Regions from separate parts of the Gasterosteus aculeatus genome. Here region 2 is linked to region 1. A link is a contact called in public Hi-C data. All regions are on one chromosome and are shown on one strand. The core of a region is the stretch at or near the end of the contact, and the rest is flanking DNA. Distances in the headings are between cores, read along the strand shown. Region 1 holds the start of LOC120830349 (transmembrane protein 132C). Region 2 overlaps LOC120830349 (transmembrane protein 132C).

Evidence for each region. A called contact is a pair of places that touch in the nucleus more often than the background predicts.
Region 2: a Hi-C map of skeletal muscle shows a contact between it and region 1, with 3 times the contacts expected there. The contact joins the enhancer-like site here to the promoter of LOC120830349 in region 1. A contact is called at or near these places in 2 of 6 Hi-C or Micro-C datasets (both in skeletal muscle).

Annotation. Positions count from the first base shown.
Region 1 is chr13:15,717,907-15,725,820 of fGasAcu3.hap1.1, forward strand. It overlaps LOC120830349 (transmembrane protein 132C), which reads left to right and starts at 6,122. Exons shown (of 9, transcript XM_040194921.2): 1 at 6,122-6,886. The coding sequence starts at 6,841.
Region 2 is chr13:15,778,503-15,785,739 of fGasAcu3.hap1.1, forward strand. The region is part of intron 3 of LOC120830349 (transmembrane protein 132C); the gene reads left to right. Among protein-coding and RNA genes, the nearest start is that of LOC120830349, 58 kb to the left of the region's middle. Within about 2 kb of position 3,664, at least 1 of the 9 cell types and tissues checked has open chromatin away from gene starts, as enhancers often do.

The DNA.
Region 1 (7,914 bases), core at 4,872-7,371:
CTCTCTTCAGAAGATATCCATTTTAACACATCTGTGTGTCTGATTTTAAATGCCGTGTGGTGGTGGAATTGCACATTTTTAACTGACTTTAATTAAAAAGCGAGGTTCATTAAAAAGAAAAATCGGAATGTTGTGTTCAGGTATTTTGCGACCATAGTGTTAGCACTTTATGTGAAGGTTACACTGCACCTACATTGTATTAATAATGCTAGGTCACTAATAATAACCAGAGATTATATTATGTAAAATGCCTTTGAATGACAAATAAATAACATGATAATCACAATAATTTTACTGTAGTTCCGTCTGTATTATATTGTGTGAAGTACAATACATTGGGTTATTGCCGACCAAAAAGGGGTTGATTTAAACCCAGTCTTTAGGTGGCAGCAGTGCATCACGGGCCGACACGGGTCTCTGAGTTTTGCATCAGTGGTTTGTGTGGCACATGCACGAGTGCACAGTGTTACACATGCATGGGGGCAAACACAAGCCCCTGTGTAAATGTATACCTGGGAATAAATGCCAACAAAAAGTCCTGGGAGAATCTGTTTGCCATACTGAGAGCTCCTCCTATGAAGTGGGAAACAGATTAAGCAAGGCTTGATGAATTCTAATTTTGTCACTTCCAAGAAAATTATTATTTTCACATTCAGTCACCCGATCAATAAAGCATTGTTCCCTGAACACATGGCAGGCTTCTCAAAATCCCTCAAATGTTGCTAAAGTCTCTTTTGCTATTGTCCAAACACGCTCAATTTACTCTAAATTTTTTGAGCCATGTGCTCATGAATAATCTACTTTAACAAATCTGCCAGTGATGAGTGCTTAAGACTTTGTGCACACACCTGTCGGGGTCTCCACGGGTGAAGCACACAATCTCAATTTTTTTCACTCAGAGGTTAATTTGTCCCTTTGCCACCACGTGGTCGCAAGAGCACACTGTTTCTTGTCAGACAACCAAAACAGTAGGTGGAAACACACATCTGGTGTTCGACCATGAGAACCCTCAGCTGCAGGGGCCCCCGCTTCCAGTTCTCAGGCTTAGCATTCATGCAGCGTCTTGAGGAGGTTCAGAAAAATCACTATGGGACAAGCAATTGTCAAATTCTGTTCCCAAAACGTCACGTTTGTCTGTAGTCGTCAAAATGAAAGGTTTAAAACACCGTCTTCAAAAATCCTCTAAGCCAGTTTCATTTGTATTCTCCATGAAGTAGAAAGAGGAAATGCTCAAGTTAACAGTAGCTAAACTACTGGGTAGTGGGGTTTTTTGGTCCTTTATTAAAGCTTAAAAGTACACAGAAAATATTCAATTCAATTCAACAAAATATGTACTTAGTCACTAACATTTCATAGACAGGTATTGATGCATAATGGTGCTAAGCAAATCGTAGCTTTGTCATGTTTTATATATCTAATTTCGAGCCGGATTGGTAGATTGGAGGCAAAGGGGGGACAGCAAGAGGGAAGATAACTGCAGTTCCATTCCTTTACCGCTTACAAGTAAATTGGCACTTTATCAAATTCAGACCCCATTTATCAATAGAAAGAACGGCATCGAAATTACTTTGTTGGCCACAAATCGTGGGCAATAGATTGAGCCTCTCTTGAAACAAGGCTATCATTTATCTGGTTCACATTTCCTCCCGAGGTGAGAGGCAGGAGGACACAATAAGACTTTTATTTGTTCCCTGGGTGATAGATGTAACCCCTCCAAACCTCTGATCACCAGATTACCTCAAGTAAAATAAGAATCTATTAAACATTTAGACCTGTTACCCTTTGAGATGCTCTCTATTTCTATCACACAGCGCTGCCAGCGGGGCTGGAGGCACGGTGGCTGTCCCAACGCTGGGGAGATTTACACAGCTACAAAGTATTCCGGGCTTCGCAAAAGCTGTCTACTTTGTCCCGGGAGGCTGATGCATAAAAGGAGAAGTTAATTACCATGGATACGGAGTACTTTTAAGATGTAATAAAAGAGACCACACAGAGAACTGCTCAGTGCCTGAAAAAAGCTGCACACTCTGAGGTGAAAGGTGATTGAATAGCAGCTGGGAAGGTGAAAGTGGAGGCAGAGAAATGATAATCGAGCGGCGGGGCATTGTGGTTTGGTTTCCTTCAGTTCCATACAGAGACCCGGAATTATCAGACCAGCAAGTCTGGTCCTAATATCCTTTTGTGCTGGCAGTGCATTGCCAAGTGAAGATTGTGGATGGAAGTAAATCAGCTATTTTAAAGGTCAGTGGAAGTCATAAGCACACCAAAAGTAGACTATGACACATTATAAGTGATAAGAAAGAACCGTCTGGTTGTGGAAGAATGAGGAGAGTTAACCTTATTCCATTCACGCTATCATGATTGCTCAACTGTCTGTCAAATATAGTGTGCTCACATGCAGTCAGCCACATCTGTAGGAAACTCTTTGCTCTGGCTAAAATACTTTGAGACAGATGCAGAGTAATGCATTCAATTCCCTGTGCCCTGATTACATTGAAATATTCACCTTTTAAGTGGTTCAGAAGAGAAATGCGTTGAAACAATCATAAATTGAATCATATTAAACCAGTTAAACAAGTTCATTTTGGGCACACAGCGAAACCGAGGCAGCAGAAAACACTCAGGTCTTATCTGGTTTGAAGGTGATTCAGCTAACATTTTTGCCTTTGCACATCAAGCAGACGCACAGTAACATTAGCATTAATTTGGACCTGTGTGTCGGGCCACTGGCGGAAAGGTGTTCAATTATTCATCCTTATTTTATCTCTATTTTTTGGTCTCTTCTAAGTGCTCAGTCAGCTAGTTGCTACGTATGCTCCTCTAGATTCCATTTATTTTTTGACACCATGACTGCAGGAAGTTTCTGCTCCCAGGCAACAATTAGTGTGGCACATAAAACCCCCCGTAAAAAGCCACATTTTATACTCGATACTTAGTGGGCAAGCGTTTGGACACAGAGGATTAATTGTTTTTGTGCTTAGATAAGCTAACTGGCTGAAGTTTATAGCTTAATATTCAATAAACAGATATTACAGCTGTATGTTTTTATTAATCTAAATGTTTTACAGTACGCTTAAAAAATAAAAATAAAATAAAAGGGCTCATTTTTGCTTTTGGTGGAGTCAAAGGGCAAATTATTTGGAACTAAACTGGTGACTAACAGCACTGCGGACTATAGGAAGGTCACTCTTTGCCATCCCTCTGGGCATCGGCCTTGAAAACAGCTCCCGGAGAGGCTGATAAGTAAATACAGTTTTAATGGGCTGTGAATGGCTAGTGGTAATCTGCGCGGGCGGGCGAGTGGGCAACGGCACAGAGGGCGACCGGGCATTCGGCAGCGGTTATTATTAATGCTGCCATACATCAGATAGGCCGGGAGAGGACAATGAAAGGTGGTGATGAATTTAAGGTCTGCTGTCTACCATCCGACTGCAGGACAACATAGCGAGGCCGGTTAAGGTCATAGATGAAGGATACCACCCCAAAAAGGAGACACAGGGGACAATTCATCATAGAGGGGAGCATGGTATGTACCACAGGGGCTTACAGGACGGAAGGTCGTGGGGGGGCAGTGGGGTGGTTCAAAAATACCCCCTTTAAGTGTGTATCTATCTACCCGTATGCTACTCTTAATATAGGAACACACCACAATGTAGATGTAGCCCAGACTACCAGGAAGTTTCTCTTGCAGGAAACTAAACTTGCAAACATTCCGAGGTAAAATCTGAAGCCCGATGTCCGACAGGGGAAATGCAATGTGTTGCATGTGCGTGCATCTGACATTTACGTCTTCGGCCCGGTTTCAAGGTGTGTAAGCTTCCAGATCTTTTTTCAGACATCAAAGACCTGATCGCTTTCTTCAGACATCAAAGTCGCGCGACCTGCCTGCAGAAAAGGTCGGCGCATCTAAACGTTGCGCAAGTCAAGACACCTACAGTTCTTTTAGAACTGCTCTACCTATTTCAAAGACAAAGAGTTCCTAATACAATGTGACTCATCATATTCAGGACGGAAAGGGATGGTGAGTTTTTACAGCAAGGCCGAGGAAATGAACTTACCATGTGCAGGACTGACAGGGTTTCAGCTACTTCTTTTTAATGACTGGACGCCACACAGGCGATGTAACCCGAGCCATCCTGGCGCTCGCTCTGATTTCCATCTGTGGAACGGCCTGCAGTGTGGTGAGGGCTTTAGGGGGATTGCTTGGAGAGTCAGACTACAGACGGGCTGCTTTTGGACAGCGACCGGCCGTTGTGTGAGTGATGTGCCAGCTCAACCATTACAGCTAGGGAAGTGACTGCTCTACATCAACACTCCTAATGCTTCTTCCAGCTGTACAAGAGTGGAATAGTTTCCACGATCAAATTGCACAGATTTAGGGGGGAGCAAAAGCTCGGCTCCTTCAGGAGCAAATGGAATTCGAAGTGAACTAGAAAGGATGCCTTAAGTAAGGACAGATGCTTGGGCTGTAACTATGATTTAGTGTTTGAGAGGGTTTGAAACCTGCTCTTACCTCCAAAAACATCTTCACCGGAGCTTAAGGGAGTAGTATTCACACTGTTTCTGTGAATGTAAGTAGTGATCTGGGTGATTTAATTCCTGTTTCACCGGCCTTTTGCCGATGTACTGAAGCTTGGCTTGTGAGAAAGTGGACTGACATGTGAGATTAGTTTAAAGTAGGAGCTGCAAGCTATTTGCATGTAACTAAAGTATGTACAATTTGTGTTTGTGCTGTAATCAGAACATGTATTATATCTCTTTATTAAGTATTATTGTACACATCATTTTTGTAATAAAATGGTGAGGTTAGTATTTGTCGCCTTTAGTGTGGGATTGATAAACATGATCTTCCATTGTGGAATCATACTTTACATTAATTACATCTCAGGACAGCATGAGCCGCTTTCTCACTATTAAAGTAGAAAGCAACAGAATGTTAGATCCTCGCTTGCAGTGATCACAGCATGGCAGGCAGGCAAAGCTATGCAACAAACTCTCATGAAAATAATGATTAGACTGGTGGGTGACTCATCTAATGTTTCTGTATTTAGCATTCGTGGATTTTTATTTGTTTTTTCCCTCTGACCACCTGGACTACCCACAAGAAAACTAAAATCCTGGCTCCCGGTGTAATCAATTACCAGATGACAGTACTAAACCATATTGCATTTCATTTGTCCTTCTGAAGCAACAGTCGCGTTTTGGAGTTGTTCAAAAACGACCACATCGCTGTTTAAAGTAACGTATGAAGCTGCATCAGAGATGATACGGCCGTAGAGACACATCTGCCAGCGGCAGTACCGCTCCATATTTCATGTTCAGGGCACGATGTTACCTTATGAAAAGAGCATCTAAAGTGCAGGTGGTGACATTGGAGACGCATGCTGTGATTGAGAATATGTCATTCATGGCCTCTCGTAGGACTATGTGTGTTAAAATAAATGAACAATGAGGAGCTCAATTACAGAAAAGACACCACAGCTCGACAAACTGGGGATTTGCATGCGTCACGTGGTTTCTTATTGGATCGTTGCAGCGCCCGACAGGGTCCTTTGCTTTCTGTCCTCCTGCTTCACAGGTATCAGTGTTCAGTTCAGGCCACACGGGGTCACTGGTGCATGTCGGGTGGTGTAATCACGCAATCAACTGGACATGTTCGAACAACAACTTCTGAAGTCATTCTGGGTTGTTTTTTTTTCGTGCACAGAGGGCAGCGGTAAAGGTGGGGAAGGGAAAGGCATTTCTCCAGGAAAGAATATCTATGAAAAGAGAGTTAAAACACGTCTTATCTGAGGTAGAACTGTCCTTGAGACGCCTTTTGGGTTGACGGTGAATTAAATTGGTCAACGGCGCGCATACGCATGAGTATTCCCGCCCCTTCCTCGGACAACGGCGCGTTGCTGAGGCGCCCCGAGCCTCTCCATGTGTGTCGGTGCCACTTATTGTCACAGCTCTCGGCGTCCTTCTGCTCTCTCTCTCTCTCTCTCGCTCTCTCTCTGTCTCTGTCTTTCTCTCTCTCTCTCTCGACGCGCATTGGACGGCTGCGGTGCGTAAGCTCCAGTGAAACTGTCGCCTATTTCCTGTCTATTTAAACATCGAAAGCTTGAAAGCGGACTTTCGCACATCATTTTGAAGCACCGGGTGCCAAAGTGGAATTAGAAGTGGACGCCGGCACGTTTGGCTCCGGAACCAGAGCTCCGCGCGCTCTGCTGCGCGCCGCTGGAGTTTCGCTCCGGAGTGGCCCGGGTGTGGATACGCTGACCTGTGTGGGAATTTAAACGTCTTTACTTTTATATACTATACCGTACGTAGTGTCGGGGGGCGGCGGAGGGAAACGGGGGGTGGGGGTGGGGGACCGCTTCGGTTCATGCCCAAGTGTCGCGCTTTACGCACTGCAGAGCAGCCAAGTGGCTGGTGAAGCGGAGACAAAGTGACGAAGTGAGGACAAGGGAGTGAGATGTTTTCCATTCGTCTGTTTGGGGAGAAAACTGTTTTCGGAGAACCGTTGTGAAGATGTAAAGCAACACTGGTTCATTCCATCGGGCGCCTGAGTGTCTCTTCTGGAAATGCTTCAAAGAGTGATGCAAAGCGGCGCGCAAGTTTCTTCTCTTTTTCCGGAAAGAAACAACTAGATAAGACGCAGGTGAAGAGGCTTTCGCTTCAATTGGTCACATGCACTATGCTTTTCTTTCATTTGAAAATGACCAGATGAGGCATAAGATATTTTTACCTGAAAAAAGGATTTTTCAATTCCTACTGCAAGACGGACTTTAATTAAGACATTTCGACTTCCATCTATTTTTGGGGGGAATTCATATTTGCCTACAGACTCAAAGAAACATGTTGCATATCCTTGCACTCCAGTCGGCGGTGTTACTTTTTGCAGGTAAGCACAATATCATTACATTAACCTTTTGTTCCATTGATACAACTGAGGGTATGTGTGTATGAATAAGTTCAGTTGAACTGTCGCCAACACATAGTTCAAGCAATTTGGGACAAATGCTTCCTGATCCACAGCTGAGTGAGTTAATCTGCTCTAATTCATATCTGAATATATCAGCCACGTGGTGCTATTTTGCGTGGTGAAGTTATACTGTGTGACAAGAATTAGAATATTGGTTCAGACGTGTGTTTTGGAGAACCCACTGCACCTGCACAACATATGCAGAGCAGCTCTGGCCTTAAATAACATTTATCTCATGAATAGTATAACTGAAGCTTATTATAACATCAACGCCAATAATCAGAGCACTGTAATGGTGAGACATCAAATCACAACATGACATAAGCGGTGATAATCACCATGTATTGTGGACATATATTTTGGAATACTTCTTTCGGCTTCTTGCCAAAACGCTGATCATTTAAATGTGTCCAGGAAAGCGGCTTCTACCTGGTTCGGTTCAACAGCCAGAATGTATCTGGGGGCCATTGGTGGTCCAGCAAATGATTCCCTTCTCTGTCTTGTGGGAAAATGTTTAAACCAAAAAATTCACTTGTCAGCACTGTGTCTTTATGTTCAGATATTTTCAGTTTGGCAGGTGTAAAAATATTCAACTTAAGATAAACTGCAATGAATGAACATATTTCTTATTCCGAACACAAGATGTCTGCCTTTCTGTTAAGCCTGCAGGCCAAGAATAATCACCTGCTTAAATTCATATAACAGCCCAGAGCTAATCAAAAGTCCAAATAATAGAAACACCTAGACATGATTTCAATATACAATTAGAAAAACGAGCCGTCTCTGCATGTGAAACTGCATTTCACACGCTGTTGTGCACGTACACCTTGTTTATGCTTCTTTCTCACCGCTCAGAGAACGACTCTTATTTGACAGTGCATCTATTATGTGTGCTGACTCACCGCTGGACGGTGCACGGTAATGATGTTGGCAATGTGCAAAAGGCC
Region 2 (7,237 bases), core at 2,414-4,913, 58 kb after region 1:
TGCACTCTGTTAGATTGAAAAGTTCACTTTGTCACCATTAATGGCAAGCCCATTCAAAACAAAAGCAGTCCTGCTTCCCCAGCATGTTTTAAGCCACTAGAAGAGGCCTCGATAAAAGTGCCATGTCTGGGCCTTTGTAGTTCATTAAGACTGTCTGGGTGCAGATGGATCTCCCTTGAGAGCCACCACTTCATTAATCCTCCAAACCACACGAGCAGCGGGACAGCAGACAGTCCACTCATCACAGCCACTACACAAGGGAGGCAGTCCAAGAGGAAAGAGGATGGGGTTGGCTCAGAGGACATGTATATATTTGAAATATCTTTTCTTTTTCAAACGGCCTCATTGTGGCCTGTTTTACATCAAAGCAAATCTGCATGGAGTTCAAATTAATATAATTAAATTCAACGTACATTAATTTGAATGTAAAGATACGTGACTTTTCTTCTCAAGGAAGCTTGTAAATGTCATCAGTGTGACTGGTTAGGATCCCAGAGGGTAAGAAATCATACAGCTCTATAATAGCGGGTGAGAGTTGGCAGGAGGCTTAGAATTTATCTAAATTTCAATGTCTAGCGAACCTTTAATAATGGAATTATTTATAGTTTGTGACAATTACTGCAATACTGCAATGAAACCCATGATAGCTGTGTAGCCCTGAAGGCCTCAGAACTTTTTATATCAATACAATTCTTTCTCTGATATTTGTGCTTATATGGAAAAGTCACAGTAAGATGATGACATGGTTGAGACCTTTCTTTCCCAATTGGTAAAGTGGATTGTTTGTTGACTAAACTCAAATTGTAACGTCTCGTTAGTCTCATTCCTCTCCTCCTATCTTTCCCCTGATTGCCCTCCTCCTTCTCACCTGCACCGTCCACCCAGATGCCTCCAATTGCCTCATCAACCCACTCATATATCCTCCCTCGTGTTCCCCGCTCGCGTTGCAAGACTGTCATTGTGCTTCCTCTTGTGCACATCACGTCTCCTGTGCCAATCCCGCTTGTTTCTTTAATGACTTGCGACTTTGCCGTTTGTAGATATTTGCTTGCTCCCGGTTGGAGCCGCTTTGAGTTGATATTGTTACTTTTGGTGACCAATAGAGAACCATTTTTATTGAACTTAATCTCCAATGTGAGTCTCTTCTCTTGAGTCCTAACCCAGCCTTGAACCGTGATACAAACTACTTGATTACTAGATTTCCTCGGTGCAAATGACGTACAAAGGCTTTGTTTAACTCGATTAATCAAATAAATAATAAAATACTCATCTACAGAAATTATCACCAGCTGCATCCCTTTTTTTTTAAACCCGATTCTAAATCCATTGCTAAATAACCCTTGTTTACTCAGCGTTTTAAAGTTACAGCAGTCCTGATAATGAGCCACAGGCCTTATGATTTAATACTGCATGAATCAAGACTGAAATTATATGGGCCAATTTGGGCCAAAGAGGATTATTAACTTGACTGTCTTAATGCTAACACCTTTGATCATAAATCACCCCGAATCTCCATAATATACACCCAGTGGCGCTCTTTCGTTGGTCATTGCTTGATGACAGCAATAACGTGCACCCAATGCTTATGTGTGAAGCCCAGACGTGTCGCTGCGTTTTTTTTTTTTTTTAACGCTACTTTTTAATCCAGAAGGAATCACCGAGTGCTATTTGCTCGTTCCCCGGTTCAACAAAAAGATCGTGATAATGTAACACCGAATGGGGAAGGTCTGATCTGCACTGTTTGCATCTACACCAAGTGACCGTAAAGTTGCTATGGTTACAGTTGTCGAAGGCCTCACGCGGTGACCCAAACCATTTTCGGTGATATGAGTTTGATTATGTGGTAGCTCAGATTGACTTAAATGAGGCCAGGCTGGATGCTGTCCATTAGTTTGTGGAAGACATCATGTACTGTAGCAGATAATGTAAGCGCAGTGGAGAGACAGATTGAGGTTTGCATGTGTCCCAGAGAGTCCCTGTGTTTCAGATTTATAAAGGTTTAGGAGAGAATATCCTGCACTCTTAAGAGCTTAATCCCCCAGAGGATTAGATGGAGGCCACCAATGTTTGGAGTGTTGCATTACCAGAGCTTATCTTTTTTTTGTTGGAGTGGTTACTTACAGTAAACTGCTTTTTAAAAATCGTGAAGTCAAAAGTTTATGTGTCCCCTAGTTTTACATGTTTTTGGGGTGGGAGGACACCAAAACAAGAGGAACCTGAACGTCAAGGGGGGGGGGGCGGCGGTATTTTGATAATCAGTAACATAATGACAGGGTAAACAGTCACCGCATACAATACAAACGCGTATATGAACATGTATATACAGTACTCAGTACAATACCAGTACTGGTATTTGGAACCACCAGTACTACCACAGGCACCGCAACAATACACCTAAAGTTCCTTCTCCACGAGGATCGTTAAAACTATGTTTCAAATATTTTGAAATGATGATCCATTTAAAAATAGCTTTGTGGAAATTACATCGTCAAACGTTAACGTGATAATCAGTATCGTTATTATAGGGGGGCACAACAAAAGGCTAATCCAGGAAGGAGGTAGCGGCTCAATAGCAGCATTAGTAAATAGTGGCATATAGCTAATTACCCAATTGGATCAAACAGACTTCTCCTCTGTATTTAAATCCATTCTTGAGAGCTTTTGGTATTGTTTAGTGATGGTTCAGTGTGATACAAATACGTTGTTTCCGTTCTTAAATGTATGAAGTACCCTGTGCAGAAGTATCTTGAGTCGGCAGACCGTTTATACCTGTGGTTGGATCACAGTTGTGCTCGCTGCAGGTAGCACTCTGCCAGGGAGGCAAAGTGGGGCGAGATGTAAACATGCAATTGTCTACGAATTCTGACGCCCACAAAGTTTTTCTTCTAATTATATCTATTGAACAAGCACTCAGTTTGGATTGCATCGTATGTTTCCCTCATGCATCTTCGTGATAAGGGACCACAGAAAAGTGAGATAAGCTCTACTGGTCCTTCATTTTGCCAGTCAGATTTCTCCCATAAGCTCCTTCCCCATAGATTCATCTAACTGAAAAAGGAAGAAAAAAAACGTGGCCTGCAGTTGCCTCCAATTAACCTCAGCTTAGCTAGGCCTCCACTATGATTGGCTTTCATACAGGAGCCTATTCCACTTAAAGAAATGCCCGGTCTGGCACCAAGCTTTCTCATTTCTCCAACCTGCACAGGGGAAATATTTAAATAAGCCTATTAAAACAGGCCCAGGGCTGTTGAGAACGATGTAGAGGCAGTATTAGAACAAGGAAGAAAAAAAAGGTAACTGACGGTGTGGTACTCTGTACTTGGAACACAAATGGGCAGCTCTGCTTTCAGTCAGAAGCAGATTCAATCAACCAGAAGACAAACCGGGAAGGCACAAGTCACATCCCCGTCTCCTCTACAGCACTTGAGCGGGGCGTCATTGACAAGCAATCTCTTCCTGTCCCCCGTTATCGCTCCCCCGGCCTAACGGGCTACTACGTCCAGCTGGAAAGCCCAGGATGTCACCATGAGGCGCTCCCTCCTCTCCCCTGTTTAGCAGGACTTACAAGCCCTGACATATAATCAGGCGGTGCGTACACCTCAGTGGGCCACCGGGACGTCAGAAGCTGCACCCTCAGCGCCTCCGCACAGGAGAACCAGCAGGCATGCTCCCGCCTCCAGATGAGATGCCGCGCTTTGTACATGTCACCTTGAACCTGCGCGCGCACACAGGCACACTCAGCATGGAGACATGTATGTTCACGCACGGACCGATGCATGCGGGGCGGATTCGAGTTTCAAACTGAGGTGATAGTGAGGCACCGGGAGGCGTCTTTGGCTTGCGGAGGTCACGCGGGAAGGACGTCCACAGAGGCTGCCCACTTGAGCAATGACTCCACCGCCTTCCTTGTCATTTATGCCAGGACCATATTCCTGATTAACCATCAGTGCTCGATGCATATCTGCATGCTTTACAAAGCTGACGCGCCTGTCGATGACGGCGAAGCCGCTGTAGCATCTTCGTCTAGCAGCTGGAGCTGATGCAGTCCGACGTTTCCAGACACTTGTCATTAGTCTCTCGTAGTGTGATCTCCAGAAGCGTCCTCCATCTCCCCACTGCCTGCAATATGGCCAGCAGCATACGATGACTGTGCTGGATATGTAGACTGGTGCCATTAAAGCTCTCTGTCTTTTAATTAGTCTTTAGATTTCATGATCGAGTGCTTCCAGTTATGGATCAATGTCAAGATATTGCCAAGACAGCCACTCACATCACACTCCCTAACTGCTGATCAATGAATAATCTGCCGCAGAAAGCCCGCTGATATGTGTATACTATGTGCATCTGGAGGATTTGTCTTACGTGTACCTTATTTACCGTACCGTATTTCAACAAATACGCAGTTTGATTAAAGGAATGGGTGTGTAGGGTGGATGCGGTGTGTCAGGAAATGTACATCTGATATTTGTGTGAGTAAGTGTGTGTGTGTGTGTGTGTGTGTGTGTGTGTGTGCCTGTGTGTTTTTGCTCTAGTAGTAATTTTACGCTAAGTTCATTAAGAGGGGCCTAAACACCTTAATGCACTCCTGAAAGGGAGTCGAGCACGTACTGGGAAGAGGTGCTTATATAGTGCTTTGAGTTTCGAAAATCAATGAAATCCTCTTTTTCTTATTTTTAAATGAAAAGCTTCTAAATTTCTGATACAGATTAATTGGGCATCACATTCAGAATCTAGAGCTGGCACGGTTAAAGTAGTTTAGACCAATCTGCAGACTGTATTACAGTCATTCACCCTCTTAATTGAGGTTTGTGTCCATACTTTTGCAGTATCGTTTTTAAAATGAGATCCGTTAAATAGGTAGTCAAAGAATCTGATATATTACTGTGTTTTCAAAGTAATGAGGTGGCGAGATTATTACATTGTTCAAAGTGAATGCAAATTGGCTGCGATAAGCTTTTCAACAGACTTCTAATGCGTGGCACTTTTATAGCTTGAGAGCTATAACACATATAATAATTTGCATAATCTGCAATAAATAATCTGCGGAAATGAAAGAATTCTTGGAAAGACAATATATTTGAAACTCATCACATTTGGAAGCTAGTCTCAGGTATGCTTTTAAAACTGAACACTAGAGAGAAGATGCTTTTTAATGTTGAAGTATAGCTAGTGCTTTGGTGTCACTTAGTTTTTATGGAGTCTCTGAATTAAAATGTATCTCATAAGGACTCAGTAGGAAAGTTGGTTGCCTCTTACCCTTCTGATCCCTGGCACTGCATTAAGAGTAAGGAACAAGGCAATCATGCCCACACAGCCTCCACATCACTTCCTCAACTGTAATTATCACAAACAAAGCAGCTCCCTTTACACAAGCGGCAGGAGTGTGACTTGTAAATTTAAGTGAGCATGTGAGCGTGTGATTGGGAAAGTGTCCATGTGCATTTTTAAGTGTGTATGCATGTGCGTTTATGTTTGCCTACTAGCATTTATTGTCTGACATTTACTAAAAAGGTCTCTGCGGTACTTACGTGATGATGTTTCAGTCTTTGCACGAGGTTTTCAGAAGGTGCTAGCACTGATCCCACTCTGCCGCTGCAATTTTGACACCTGGCCACGCTGTCCTTGTTTACCACCGACCTGCTTGCAGAACACATGCTGTAATATTGAGCTGATCCTTCCCCTCCCGCTTTTGTATCTCACAAAGTCAGAGCTTAACTTTACACATCCTACAAGCAGGGGGCTAAAGCATAGGTTGCAATAGAGTACCATTGATCTGGTGGTCTGGTCAATGAGTCGTGTGTCCTCCCCGGGTTCTGTTGCCATGCCAACGGTGGCAGAGCTGAAAGGACCCCAGGTTTTGTGGGTCTTTAGGGATTCTTTTCCGTGGAGGACAGGCGCTACCCGTTTCACAGCACCTGCAGGTGCGAGGGCAGGCCCACACGGTCACATGATGTCACCCACAGATCAACAAGGGGGAGCATGTGGAGGGGATGATGGCGGAGGGAGAGTTTATCTGCACCCAGGATTTGCATCACTGCCCCAGGGCTCAGTGTCTGCTGCCCCCTAGTGTGTGTGTGTGTGTGACTGAGTTGTCAGCAGCTTTGCTGGCCGTTCACTGTGGTTAATGCCTGTTATCCAGCCCTGAGATGAGTGCTTTGATGTGGGGAAAATTGAGTGTAACTGTCGGAACAAGTAGCAATTTATTATATCGCAAATTGCTTCTTAAATAGCTTTGCTACAGAGACAGCCATAGAGTGGAACTGACTGGGAAGCGATGTCTGATGCACAAAGGTCTGAGGTCACCGGTGATGAAAGCTTGCCGTCATTAGGGATCCATTACACCTTGGAGCCTACTTCAGCTGATGGGACTCTGAGGATGTTGCGCTGCAGAAAAGCATTTACTTTTGTTTTGACGCTTGTCTGCATGGAGCATTTTCATTAGCTTCAAGATGGGATTTTGTTGTCTAGGAACTGAAATGCCACAGTTTGAGGCCGGACTCATAGACTGCGCCCTGTGTCCCTCGAGGCAAGTTAAGAAACAAATGGAATATTACTCTCTTTACGCTCTTCTACCGTTTTTTGCTTGAGCGTCTTTCCCTGTTTATCCCCCTTAATACAAATAGACTTTTAACTACTCTCAGTGTCTGGAGATCCAGTGTCTCTTCTTTCTTGGTGCAGCCTATTACAGCTCTGTTAAAACGTGTTCTTATATATTCTTTTTAGAAACTGAAAACTAAAACATTGTTATGAAGTGACAGTTTATGAACGGAGTGAAATAAATCAAAACAACACAGAAGCTCTGCTGTGTCCTTTTTTAAGGCGACATTTGGCGTTTGCCTTTTGTCATGTACGTTCAATCACATGCGTGACAGTTTGAGTTTGCGAGACCGGCTGAGGAGAAAGCTTGAGCAGCGAGTACGGTGGGAGTTGAATATTTCATCTCATGGAGGCTGCAGAACGCTGTTAAGCTAATCGGAAATACGATCCACTAACCGGCTTTGATACACGCAAGCCAGAAGCATTTGCTTTGCGCCCATGGTTCATTATCATCGTATAATTAATAGTACTCATCCCTTTTCTCTGTGTGCTCGTTAGAAAAGGGGAAACGAATAAATGATTAAATTAAAGGGAATCTGACGCCTATTAAAAGTGGGTTTTAATTCAAGCACTGTAGGTTATTTGAAATGTAACAGTGGAATCTTTTTTATGAGCTCCTGCAGAATAAGATAAATAGAAT